Regions from separate parts of the Mus musculus genome. Here region 1 is linked to region 2. A link is a contact called in public Hi-C data. All regions are on one chromosome and are shown on one strand. Each heading gives the region's core, a stretch centred on a gene start, on an enhancer-like site or on the middle of the called end of the contact. The rest is flanking DNA. Distances are from core to core; before and after follow the strand shown. Region 1 has its middle 290 kb from the start of Hsfy2. Region 2 overlaps 9130227L01Rik (RIKEN cDNA 9130227L01 gene).

Region 1 (6,119 bases), core at 3,383-5,882, 380 kb after region 2:
TCCTCCTGAATTGAAATATTGCAGTATCAACACATTATCTAATAAAACAATTTATACACAAAGAAGATTTTATTCTCTCATTTCAGAAGATCCGCCTCTAAATTTTAATGACTTGACTGGACGTTGGCCAGTGAGACTCTCATTGCACAGATATCATAAATCCAAATCCTTGAAAGATGATTTCACTAGATGCAGATGGTACCCACAACCTCAGCTAACAGGGCTTCGTCTGGAAGTGAAAACAATTGTTCATGGGACTTACCACTTAATATGTTCATACTAACATGTATATATAATCAACTATCCAATTAAAATAGAAACTATGATAAATTCTAGTTTTTTCTATGTGGAAAAATCCCAAACTTATCATATTCTGTGTTTCTCAATAAAAAGAAATGAAAGAGTAAGAATGAGGCGCAAAACACAGAAAAAGATTTATAATCCTTACATCTATATGTAGAACATACAATTATGATGTGAAATATCTTACTATTAGTGATGATTTTTAGACATAAAGATAAATTTTACTCAGTTCTGACTGCTCTTCTGAAATCATCTTTAAAGTAAGTTGTCTTATTTTAAAACCTGATACTCACTTCAAAAAAAGAGCATTTACATTTGAGTGCTAACATGAATGGTGCCTTGCAGAAAGAGAAGAGCCTGGTGTTAGATACTCAGAGAGACCTCTATAGAATGGTATATTTATTTCTACCAAAAAGCACAGCCCTTTGTTTTCTACGGCATCATTGTTACTTAAGACAAGTTTGAACAGTAGGAACAAGGCCTCCTCTAGATGCAGCATCTTTGTACTGAGTTTTGTATTTCTGGTACCCTTATTTCTTAGTTCCAAAATGCAAAACTCTGAATCCTGTGTGAAAACAGAGTTGGATAGTTTGCAGTTGTGTTCATATTCTATCATGGTCTAACATATTATATGTATGGTGTCAGTCACTTATCAGTAGATGGACCCTTGGTTTATTTGCACATTTTGATCACTATAAAGCTCTGAACATTTGTGTGCCATATGTGTTTGGATATGTGTCTTTATTTCTCTTCAGAATATTATATACTTGGGAGTGTAGCCACTTAGCTATTACACTGCTTTTCTGTGTTTAGTCCATGCTACAATGTGCACACTCCTAGAAATGGTCATGAAAAAATGAACAGTTTGAGTGAGCTATAGAAGACAGTAACAAAGGACTAACAACCATATGATTCATTTAAAGTAGATGCCAAAAACAAGCAAACTATAAACAGAAGGAATACGTTGATGATTTTTTGGGCTAAGGGGGGTGGGAAATGGGAAGTAATTACTAATAGGCAAGGGACTTCTCTCTGAAGTGATGGAGGCATAAAACCAGCTATGGTGATGACTATACCATTCTATGATTGGACTAAAAAACTGTGAGGTGGATGGAGAATAGATTCTTATATTACTATAAATATGAATTACATGTCAATATATCTGCTGGGTTAGAAATTAAATTTCCCCCAAATTTCTAATATAACAAGTGTAGACCTCAACAGAAAGTGTTCTCATAATTTTCTTCACGTGATTATTGCTTCAAATTAAATTTCCCAGCATGTTTAGAAACACTAAGAATCTTTTCTTACATCAGTAATGGTTTGCCTTCAACTAAGATTGGCTTTAGTTATTTGAGAAATTGGTGTCTTTGACTAAACAGCATTCCTCCCATTCACTGTTCTCTTAGCTATATAGGCTCTGATAAAGATGGCAGGAGCTACTGGCATCCAGTGGGTATATCTACAGTATTTGTCAGTTTATCAGTGCCTTTATCTGAAAGCAAACTACTAAAGGACAGGGTACTGTTGGCTGGATCCCTGGCAGCCATGGTTACTTGAACACAGTGGACGAATAGACTTAACCTGATGGATCACTGATTTTAAAAATAAATTGACAATCCAACTTTACATTTTCTTCCACATTAAGAATGAGTAGTGTATATGTGGAAATAAAAAAACTCATTCATTCTGCAAAACCATTTATCACGTCATCGCCTTAGATTTATATTACTGAGCGGGGAGGTCACCTGACACAAGTTGAGGAAGATGCAGGGAAAGAAGTCAATGTATCTATAAAAGGATGAGACCAACTAACTCAGTGCATGAAGAATCATAACAATGGCAATAAATCACTTGTGATATATTCAAACAACATTTACTTGTGGCAGATAACTTTGTGCCAAGAATTGATCTTGCGTTCCCTGTATTTATGATAAAACGAAAGTGACATTATACTTTGTCATGAACGAATACCTTAAGTGATACTTTAAAAAATATACACACTGTTCACAAAGCAACTCTTCCCTGATTTATGGTTATAAATGCTGTTATGAGCATGCTTAGATGGCAGATACATAAGAGTTGTGATCAGCAGCCATGTGAGTTAGGATTAATTTATTCCTCATTAGATTAGAAATCTTAATAATGTTATTCATCTTGTTTTTCCTCAATAAATACTGTGTTTTTATCTTTAGAAATCTTCATTCTGACCTGGCTGAAATAAAATACAGGGGACAGGATATGTGGCAGAGGATCTAGAACACAACACACTGTACTTACATGTGTTGTAGAAGGAGACTGCTTTTCTGGAGTTCTAAAAGAGTTTTGCTCTCAGCTTCTTCTTATTATTATTGAATATTTGAAACCACATAATTGCAGTTTTTTGGTTTTTATTCTTTCTTGTTGTCAGACACTCCACTATTGCCACTTGTACAGGACCACGGTGTGTGTATGTGTGTGTGTGGGGGGGTGTGGGTGTATGTGTAGTGGTGAAACATTGAAGCATATCTCCCATGTAATCTCAAAGTGATATTAAAAACAAAGTAACCCCAGCTATGACTGAATACTATAGTTACTAAAATGGACATTTTAACGGGATTTCCATGTTAATTCATAGCCTGTGCCTCCATAACTCTTGAATTTATAGTAAGGTTATGAGGAAAGAATAGATGTATTTTCTGGTCTTCAGGTCACATCTTACACAAGACCGACACTTCCAGAAAATTCTGGGACTCAGTTAATTCAGCAGGATGCAGAGGTCTCATTCCTTGGAGCTCTGAGAGGCCTTAATGGCACTTCTGTATTATGTTCCTCATGTTCCATGTTGGCAATGATTGGCCTTCTGCACCATGTGATTTAGGAATAGGGATTCCATTGTTTCAAGGCTTCAGGAGATGCTTGGCTCACATCTGGGACACAGGCTCACTTATTTATTTGTTTGCTTGCTTGTCTGTTTGTTTGCTATTTGTGTTACCTTGAGCAAGTCTATGACCCGCACCCCCCCAGAAATATATTTTGTTATCTAGTTAACAAAGGAAGTTATCTAAAGATGACTTGAAACTGCTCTTCCAGAAAACTGGAGGGCAAAAGAAAAAGTCAGTGAACAGAAAATTCTTGGGCTTTTCCAGTCTCACTAGAGCAGATTCTTTTTGATTTGCTATATAAATTTAATGTTTGTTAAATAAAGTAATCCCAAAATTCATTATAGGCTTGGAACTGTGGATGAGATTGTTGAAGCTCTTCCTGCTTTGGTATACCTTGTGATGTGTTAAGGCATATTTTTGATCTGTAGACTCAAACAGAAACGAAACAAATATAAAAATTCTCTGGCTGGTAAGAGTTTACAAGAGACTTATCTGTTCCCCTGTTAAAAAAATAGAATTAAATTCAATAAATCGAGTTTAACAGTTGTTAAATGACTATGAGCTTTAAAGAAAGTTTACTTTTTTAAAATTATTTATTATTATGCATAAGTATAATATCAGATGCACCACAAGAGGGCGTCAGATCTCATTATGGGGGGGTCGGGGGGAGGATGTGAGCCCCATGTGATGGCTGGGATTTGAACTCAGGACTTTCAGAAAAGCAGTTAGTGCTCTTACCTGCTGAGCCATCTTGCCAACCCCTAAAGAAAGTTTATTCGAAATACGAAGACATTTGTGTAAAAAACATGTAGAGGAGTAAGAATAGAGAAAGAGAAAGAGAAATGAAGATATATAAAGGAAAGTCAATATAATTATAGAGATTTTAAAACATACGATTTTTAAAATAATTCTTACTGATTATAATGTGTTATATTTGTTATAAGTGAAATATCACTTATATTTGATTCAGGTGTTTCATATTATTATAAATTATTAAATGCATACATTTGATATTTTTGAATATTTACATTAAACACTAGTATTTTAAAAACAATTCATTTTTAATGGCTGGTGTTTAAAAGCTGAATAATGGAAACATTTAATTAGGATTTATAAGTGAGAATTATTATATATGGTTAGAACTCACTCTGATTTAATTTAAGGAACATGTCTCTTTAGTCCAGTCCAAACTTTGATGCTTTTACCACATACTCAAGCTGAGCCTATATTTTAAAATTTCCTTATAAACCATGTTCTCAAACGAGTCTGGCTTTTGAAGTAATCACTATTCAAGCTTGGATGAGCTGTGGAGCCAAAAAGCATTGTTTTCGTTTTTGCTGCTTTTAAAACCAGTTTGTTTTCCTGGAACCAGTCTGCCAAAGTCTTTTTGCAGTTCAGTAGTTAAGTGAGAAACAGATTTGCCATTAAAATGCACAGTCGTGCCGTCTGCATAAAGATGTATAGAGCAGTACTGACATATCCATGTTAAATCATTAATAAAAAGAGAAAGGAGGAACAGGCCCATGACTGACACTGTTGCTTAATAGCTGGAAGGAGAAGGGGAGGAGAGACAGCCTTGTGAACAGTAACAGATTGATGTCTGTCGGAGCCATTTCTTATCTTTGACAGCACTTGGCCTGAAGCCGATGCTCTCTACCTTCTGTAGTTGGAGCCATGGTTCACTAGGCCAAAGCAGTTTGAGAAATTAATAAAATAAAAATCACTTAATTATGAAGCCCCCTCAATAATGCATTCAGTATTTGGGGGTTATCATACAGTAACATACGAAGCCTTGGCTAATTCCTTAAAGACTTTCAGAAGTGAAACCCATGTGTTTTTCTCTAGGTGGCATTTTTGAACCTACCAAATACTTATTTACAACCACGGTTACAAATGGGCTGTATTGCCTGTCTTTTACTTTGTCCTTCAGAGGTAGAGTAACTGGGAACGTTAAAGCAAGACACAAGTTAAATAATTGGTACGTAGTGCAATTTTTTAATTTAGAAAGCCTCCTTAAAAAGGAAACAGAAGAGATGTGTGAGTTCTACTCCTGGGTAAGGTCGCACTGCTTGATGCTCTCTTTGATGGTGTCAGCACTGTTGAAATATTTATTTCTACATAAGGTTTGTATACCAGATGAGATTGCAGAGAGGATTTTCTTAGCCCCTAGAAACTAAGGGATTAAGAGGAACTCTCAATCTGAAGGGAAGAAGAATGTAACTCTGGCATCAAATACACACAAAGGGGCTGATGAGTAATGTTTACTAAATCATAGCAGTACCCAATTAAACTGCTACAGTCCATCCCAGTGGTGGCCCCAATGTTCTGGGTTCCTGAATGAAAGAGACATACACACAGCCTTTATTTTTTGATATGCCTTAAACAGCTCAGTGGCTGGGCCACTTCCTAACCTCCATGTGGCTAGTTCACCTCCCTCTGATATTCCCAACTCGTTACTTAGTAAAATCTATATTCCATCTTTCCTGTCCTGGCTGTCCTGGATCCAGTCGGGCAGCCCTCTGAGGACCTTCCTCTCCTGGCTCCTACATGCTCTCTGTCCTGCACCTTCTCAGTCTTAGCATCTCCTCTTCTCCACCTTCTCCCAGCATGGTGAATCTCCTCTCCCTTCCTCTTTCCTCAGAACCTTGCCCAGGAATCCAAAAGTGCCACCTCTGTCTGTCCCACCCAGGCATTGGCTGACAGCAAGTTTATTTACCAATTAAAACCAGGTTCCCTCAGAGTCTTGCCTGTGGGCATGCAGATCCCTGTGCAATTTGGGGGACCCAAATTCACAAGCAGCATTAGACAAAACCCACTATACTAAATCACAATGGGAATACACACACACACACACACACACACACACACACACACACACACACACACACACACTGAGAATAAACAGATTCAAGTGACACTGAAGTGTAAAGATTTTTAAAAGGCATTAAGTTT
Region 2 (6,030 bases), core at 798-3,297:
GTAGGGATAGTATGAAAGAAATTGCCTTTCTGAAAAATGTCGGAATTTTCTGGGGTGCAAGGAAATGACTGAACTTAAGACTTTTTTTCAAAACACCAAAGAAATACATGCAAGCCCAAACTCTTTTAAATTTCATTAAAAGTTCATTCAAAATTGTTTTAATTGAACTTGGATACATTTCCAAAATAAAGACTGTATACATATACATAAATATATATATATATATATATATATATATATATATATATATATATATATATATATATACACACACACACACACATATACACATACATTGCATATTTATTGCTTGGGTGTATTAAGGTTTTCTTCTGAAACAATGTCATTTTTAATAAATATTTAATTTGCCTAAATCACTGGGCTGTTTTGCTTCTTTCTTTCTTTCTTTCTTTCTTTCTTTCTTTCTCACTTTCTCACTTTCTCACTTTCTTTCTTTTCTTTCTTTCCCACCCTCTTCTCCCCTCACTTTTAACATTTAAACTCATAGAATAATTATGGTGCTGAATGTTTTACATATTATTAAAATTATAATTTTTGTTTTAAAGTACACTTGACCATATTTTGTAAGGTGACTAAGTGAATCACAAGCTAACTACCTCTAGTATAGACTTGTGGGGCCTATACACTAATTTTTTAAAGTAGGCGTTTCTGTAGTTCTGACTCCATCAGGGCACCTCCCATGCCTGTTGTGACAGTGAGGACAACAGAGGCAAAGCGATTAGGCCAGACACTAGAACACCACGGAGGGAGACTGACGTGTCGAACAGCGCTTCTTAACTACACTGACTTTCATCACCTACGGAAAACATAGACCTCATAATGTTGTTATGCAATTTAAATATTGGGACATATATATTTATATATGTTATAAAATTTCACAAGGGAAACAAATCACCAAACCATGACCTTGATTTCTTCTTTCTGTAGGAAAAAACACTGTTTGTAAGAAGGGTTGTGAGCATAATCTGTCAATTTAATCACATACATTTATGTATATCTTATGAATGTATCTGAAATTGACTCTAAATGAACATTTTATGATGTTAAATGAAGTTTTCCAAAGATCTGCATTTATTCAAAGATCATGTAAAAAGGCTGTTAATTTAGATAAACATGTTGTGTCCATGCTGAGCACTTATGTAATTCTGGGCTTTAATTTAATAGTTACAAAATCAAATACATTCATAACTTAAACTGCACTATTATTAGTATTCAAAAATCTCTCTAGTAAAACATTTAAAGAGTTTTAGTGAATATTTTGCCCTTCCTTTCCTCTTTCAAATGGAAATTACAGTGACATTTATCAGGACATATGGATTTTAAAAATTGGGTCAAGTGATATGCTATAAAATTTCTACTTCTAATTTATTTTAATATATTTATACACTGCATCATATTGTGCACCAGCACAGAAATACATATCCATGTATCATTTACATTATTATGTAAAAAATTACTGATAGTCATAGCATATATTTTTATGCCTTTTAATGGCTTGTATTTTTATAATTATTAATATTTTAAGTAGATGAAAGTCCTTCCCCCTGCCCGTGAAAATTTTTTTTAATGAAAAAGGGAATAAAATTTCAGCCCAGAGCTCACCTATCTTCATTTTAAGAAACATGTTTGCATTTCCTTTTTATGTTACAGATATCAAATGCAAATCATTTCTGATACTAGATACAGGTGGGTCTCTTTTCCTTGCACGGGTAGCAGCTAATCGTATTTTTACTGATTTTCATGGGTTTTCAAATATTGATATTGATTTCAACCAAAAGATGAAAGCAGTTTATACTAATGAGTTTTCACTATCGTGGGTGATAGGAGATAGTGCTTGAATAAAGGAAAATGCATGCACAAGTTTTTCACTTCTTACTGTTCACAAAAGAAAAAAAAAGTGAAAAGTAAGAATTCATGCTGTGTGCCTGTTTCCTCTTGTCCTTCCTCAGCTGAGGTATCTAACCTTCCTTGGAGGTTCCCTGAGACTCCTCAGACATGCCGCTTCTTTTCCCGGTCCTCTACTTGCGTTCTAAACGTCAGCCTGTAGGGGGCACTCCTGAGCTGCCACAAAAAGACTACTGAACCGCCTGTGTGGGTCTGAGATGTATTTAATATTCATTATGTTATCAAGACATTTCCTCAGCAAAGAATCCACAGTTCATTTTTAAAGCACATGCAGCCACAATTGAGTAAAAAACAGTCTCAGGTATTGAGACAGACATTTGCCTTCCCGGGGAGGCTAATAGAAATTTAGAAAGCTTCTGTCTTGTGTGGGTATGTTTGTACTTTTTGGGATTTCCTTCTTTCTGCCATTCTTTTTTGGAGTTCAGGGTACGTTGCATAATACCCAGAGTTTTATTATCATACCCCCAGTCTTGCTGTCTCTGTCTCACTTCTGGGAAGAACCATAGATAATACATACAATCACGTGGCCCACAACCAAGGTTATAAACAATCGATCTTTAGTGAGAATGAAATATCACCTTTAAGGATGTCTGTGACACTCCACTCCTTTACCCATTTCTTGTTTCTTCCCTCTCCCCAGATCCAGTAGAATCTACTTGGATGGCAGTTCCGAGGACCACTTCATGGTATGGACCCTTCACAGGGCTACACTTCTGAGGTTCCCAACAGCATCTGGTGCACTCGCAATGGCTTTTTATATCAGTTCATAGCTACCCATCAGAGAGATTGTAGAATCATCTAACCTGATGTGTTGTGGGGTAAGTCGATATTCAGAGTTTTGCTTGCCTCCCAGGCGTTTACTCTCTCCTTCTTGGTGGATCACGTCGTTATCGTCCCTTCTGAAAGCAGCCCAAGCAACTCATTCTCTGTTCATCTTAAATTTCGCTCTCCTGTCACAATTTCACTTGCTTTTTTCCACCCGTGTTTCAACCTACCATCTCCCCATTTATTGGTCCATTTTCGAACAGAGTCCCTCCACAAGTTGTATCTGAATGATGTCCCCAAACACCTCCCTTCTCTCCTCCACACTCCAGGATAGTCTCTTGAGATCACCAGTTGACTTCCATGCTTTTAAACCTATGATGAGTCCTTCATCCTCTGTTGTGGGTAGCCCTGGGGCTGTTTGTATCTTGATGCTAATTCTGCTTCCCTAGGAGGGGCTGCCTGGGATAAGGAGTGAATCACATACTCAGGTAACTTCCTGTGAACCTTTCCCTAATGAATATTTCTAGGAATCAATCACTGGGCAAGGGGTAAGCGGGACTTCTGGGTTGAGAGGGTAAGAGGAGGCAGAAAAAGGTCTTGTTTTTGGACGGGAAGACAGGTGGAGGTCAAAGTGTAGGTAGCAGAGACCCCTGGTTCAGGTGGCAGATCCACTGGGATCCGTTACCGGGGGATTTAACTTAGAATGACTTACAAATTAGGAGGTTAGCTGTGGTGCCACTTGTGTTACCTGTTAATTTTGAAATAGTTTTGAAATAGTTTTGAAGAGAGAGAGAGAGAGAGAGAGAGAGAGAGAGAGAGAAAGTAAGTCCCAAGATGAGAACATGAGAACAGGTCGGCCTGCCCGCCAGTGCCTGGCCTGCCCACTGGTGCCCAGCTGGCGGTAGTGGTAGCGTGGGATTGACTTCATATTTCTATTTCATGCTACAGTCCTCATCTCGATACTCAAAAGTAATATCTTCTTTCCTCAATGGATAACTTTCCTTCTTTCTTAAATAGCTCTAAAGTTGCCTTCTGCTAGCCTTGCCCTTTTAAAGGACAAGACATATGTTAAGACTTTGGGGAGCTGGTTTATAGAAGAAAGCAGATTTCTCAACACAAAAGAAAGGATACACTTCAGATCCAGGGCGAACAGTGGGGGATGAGGCCAAGAGGCATCTTCTTATGAAGACCTGATAAGATTGAAGAGGCGCAAACTGAACTGTGGCCTCCAGGATGAAGTGGAGAGCCATTGGCAGGTTCCGAAGAGACAGTGAGCTAGCATCTGACTGCAACTGTATTGGTAGCATGGTGCCCTACAGTGGGGAGAACCAGGGTAATGATAAATCAGAGGAATTATTGATAGGCTTGAAGGACTATCTCATACATCAAGGGTTGGAAGCCAGGCACAGGGTACACATGTGTGATTATGGAAGCCTGAACAACATGGGAGACCTTATGTCCAAAAGTCAGAAAGTAAGTTTGTAAGTAAATAAACAAATAAATACGCTTTAAGAGTAACAGCATATAGTGTTGGAAGGGTGCACCTTCAAACAGTAATATCCAGTAAAGGAATGAGTAGGTATGCCTAGACGAGTAAAGTGGGCCTGGCTGGAAACAGATTTGTGATTATTCAGAGTCTGGACAGCATTTAAATCCCAAGAAGGTGAGGTAACCCTAGGGAGTTAGTGTAGAGATAGATTCAGAGTCTGATCCCTGCAAAACTCACAGTGTTGACACAAACATAACCAAGGAACAGGGGATGAGGGCTCTCAGGACAGGTCTGGCTGCAAGCCTGCCACCATTTTTTCAAGTTTATTCCCTTCCCCACAGTGGTACGCCTAGCCATCAATACAGCTGCAGGTAAATGCTAGTTCTCCCTCTTCCAGAGCATTCAGGTGTTTCTCATCTTAGCACGGAAGGCAGTCCAGAGAGAGAAAGAGAGGAGAAAGGGGGAGGGGGGGAGAAGGAGAGACGGATGGAGAGGGGGAGGAGATGTTGCACGGGGGAATTGGGAGGGTGAACGTCCATATGGAGTCTTAGATTTGGTATGGCCTTTGTTTGAGGATGTCTTCACTTTTCACAAAACAATAAGCATTCCAAGTTAGCTGAGCTTGCTTGAGCAGGAGTACTTTTATTTTGGTATAGTACTCCTGCAGAGGCTCTTCCTTCTGTAGACCTTTGGGACACTTGAGAGAAGAAACTGGTTTTGCACTTTAATCTTCCGCCAGTACCCTGATAACGTCAATAATATTGTGACCACACAGGGTTGTAAACACTAAGCCTAAAAGGAGTAACCTGTCCTGCTCTGTGCATCAAGCTATGTAAATGCGCCATATAACTTCCCTAAATCAATTTAGGAGAAACAGAGATAAAAGGACCCGATGTATATTCAGGGCACAGACTTGCTAGTGGCACTTGCCGATTAATAACTTCAATAGTTAATACAACCTGTGTCCTGAAGACAAAGAGCCTGATATTTGGAGAGACTGCATTATTTTCCTACAGTGTTATGTCACAATATTAGAGTATGGGGGCTAGGAGGTTTGTGGGTTTCTCAAATGTAAGCTTCTCTCAACATACTGTACTGTCTTCTCTACTATGAGCTTGTTTTACTGTGGCTGTAAACTCTGAAATGCCTGTTTAGGCTGCAGAGAGTTGAAGAAGCCCCTGTGAGTAACGAGAGAGGGAAAGAGGACATTGTTATTGTTGCCATGGCATGGCCTGGTCAAGGACCCCAATGCCCCAGCCTCTTAGGAATAGCAAAACTTGGCTCAGGGGAGGCTTAGAGGGCTGTCACAGACTTCTCTGGGGTCCCAGGACATCCAAATGTGGATGTGGACAACCTGCAGCTTTAATATCCACCATACCTTTCTCCCTCCCAGATATTTATGGCCTGAAGACTGTAAGCCTGCCTCCGTGACTCAACTGTAGGCTATAAAGCCTGCCTCAAAGGTCGGGTGTGCGTGAGAACCTCCCTGTTTTACTGTATATACGACACCTACAGAGCTGTCAGGGTGCTGTGGCATCTCCATCAGAGAGTCCAGTCCTCTGTTTTTCCAGCTTTCCTCTTTCTTTCATTCCCTCCCTGCCACGGTTGGATCAACTACAGAAGCTGTGCAAGGACTCAGCATTGGACAGTTTGGGGGGATGAGTCAGTATGAGAGAATAATTACTGTCCACGGTGCTGTTTTTTTTCTGATCTCCTCCAAACACCTTTATAATTGTTACCCTAGCATTACAGGCATGCCTTCTCACCACAGCTTAGCAGAGAAGGAAGCTGAAGCTCACAGGGCACGGGGTCATTTTCCTCTTGTTGATGGTAGGGCTGTTCCGGAGGAG

What was found. Hi-C and Micro-C count contacts between places; a contact is called where the count stands out from the background.
Region 1: a Hi-C map of cortical neurons shows a contact between it and region 2, with 1.9 times the contacts expected there. The contact joins two enhancer-like sites. A contact is called at or near these places in 3 of 484 Hi-C or Micro-C datasets (cerebral cortex and cortical neurons) and 1 of 9 other capture datasets (embryonic stem cells).

What each region holds. Positions count from the first base shown.
Region 1 is chr1:56,340,524-56,346,642 of GRCm38.p6, forward strand. No RefSeq gene overlaps it. Among named protein-coding and RNA genes, the nearest start is that of Hsfy2, 290 kb to the right of the region's middle. Within about 2 kb of position 4,633, at least 4 of the 459 cell types and tissues checked have an H3K27ac peak or open chromatin away from gene starts, as enhancers often do. A contact at or near this core is called in cortical neurons, where this site is marked.
Region 2 is chr1:55,958,419-55,964,448 of GRCm38.p6, forward strand. It overlaps 9130227L01Rik (RIKEN cDNA 9130227L01 gene), which reads left to right. Exons shown (of 6, transcript NR_045837.1): 5 at 2,567-2,744. Among named protein-coding and RNA genes, the nearest start is that of 9130227L01Rik, 30 kb to the left of the region's middle. Within about 2 kb of position 2,048, at least 3 of the 459 cell types and tissues checked have an H3K27ac peak or open chromatin away from gene starts, as enhancers often do. A contact at or near this core is called in cortical neurons, where this site is marked.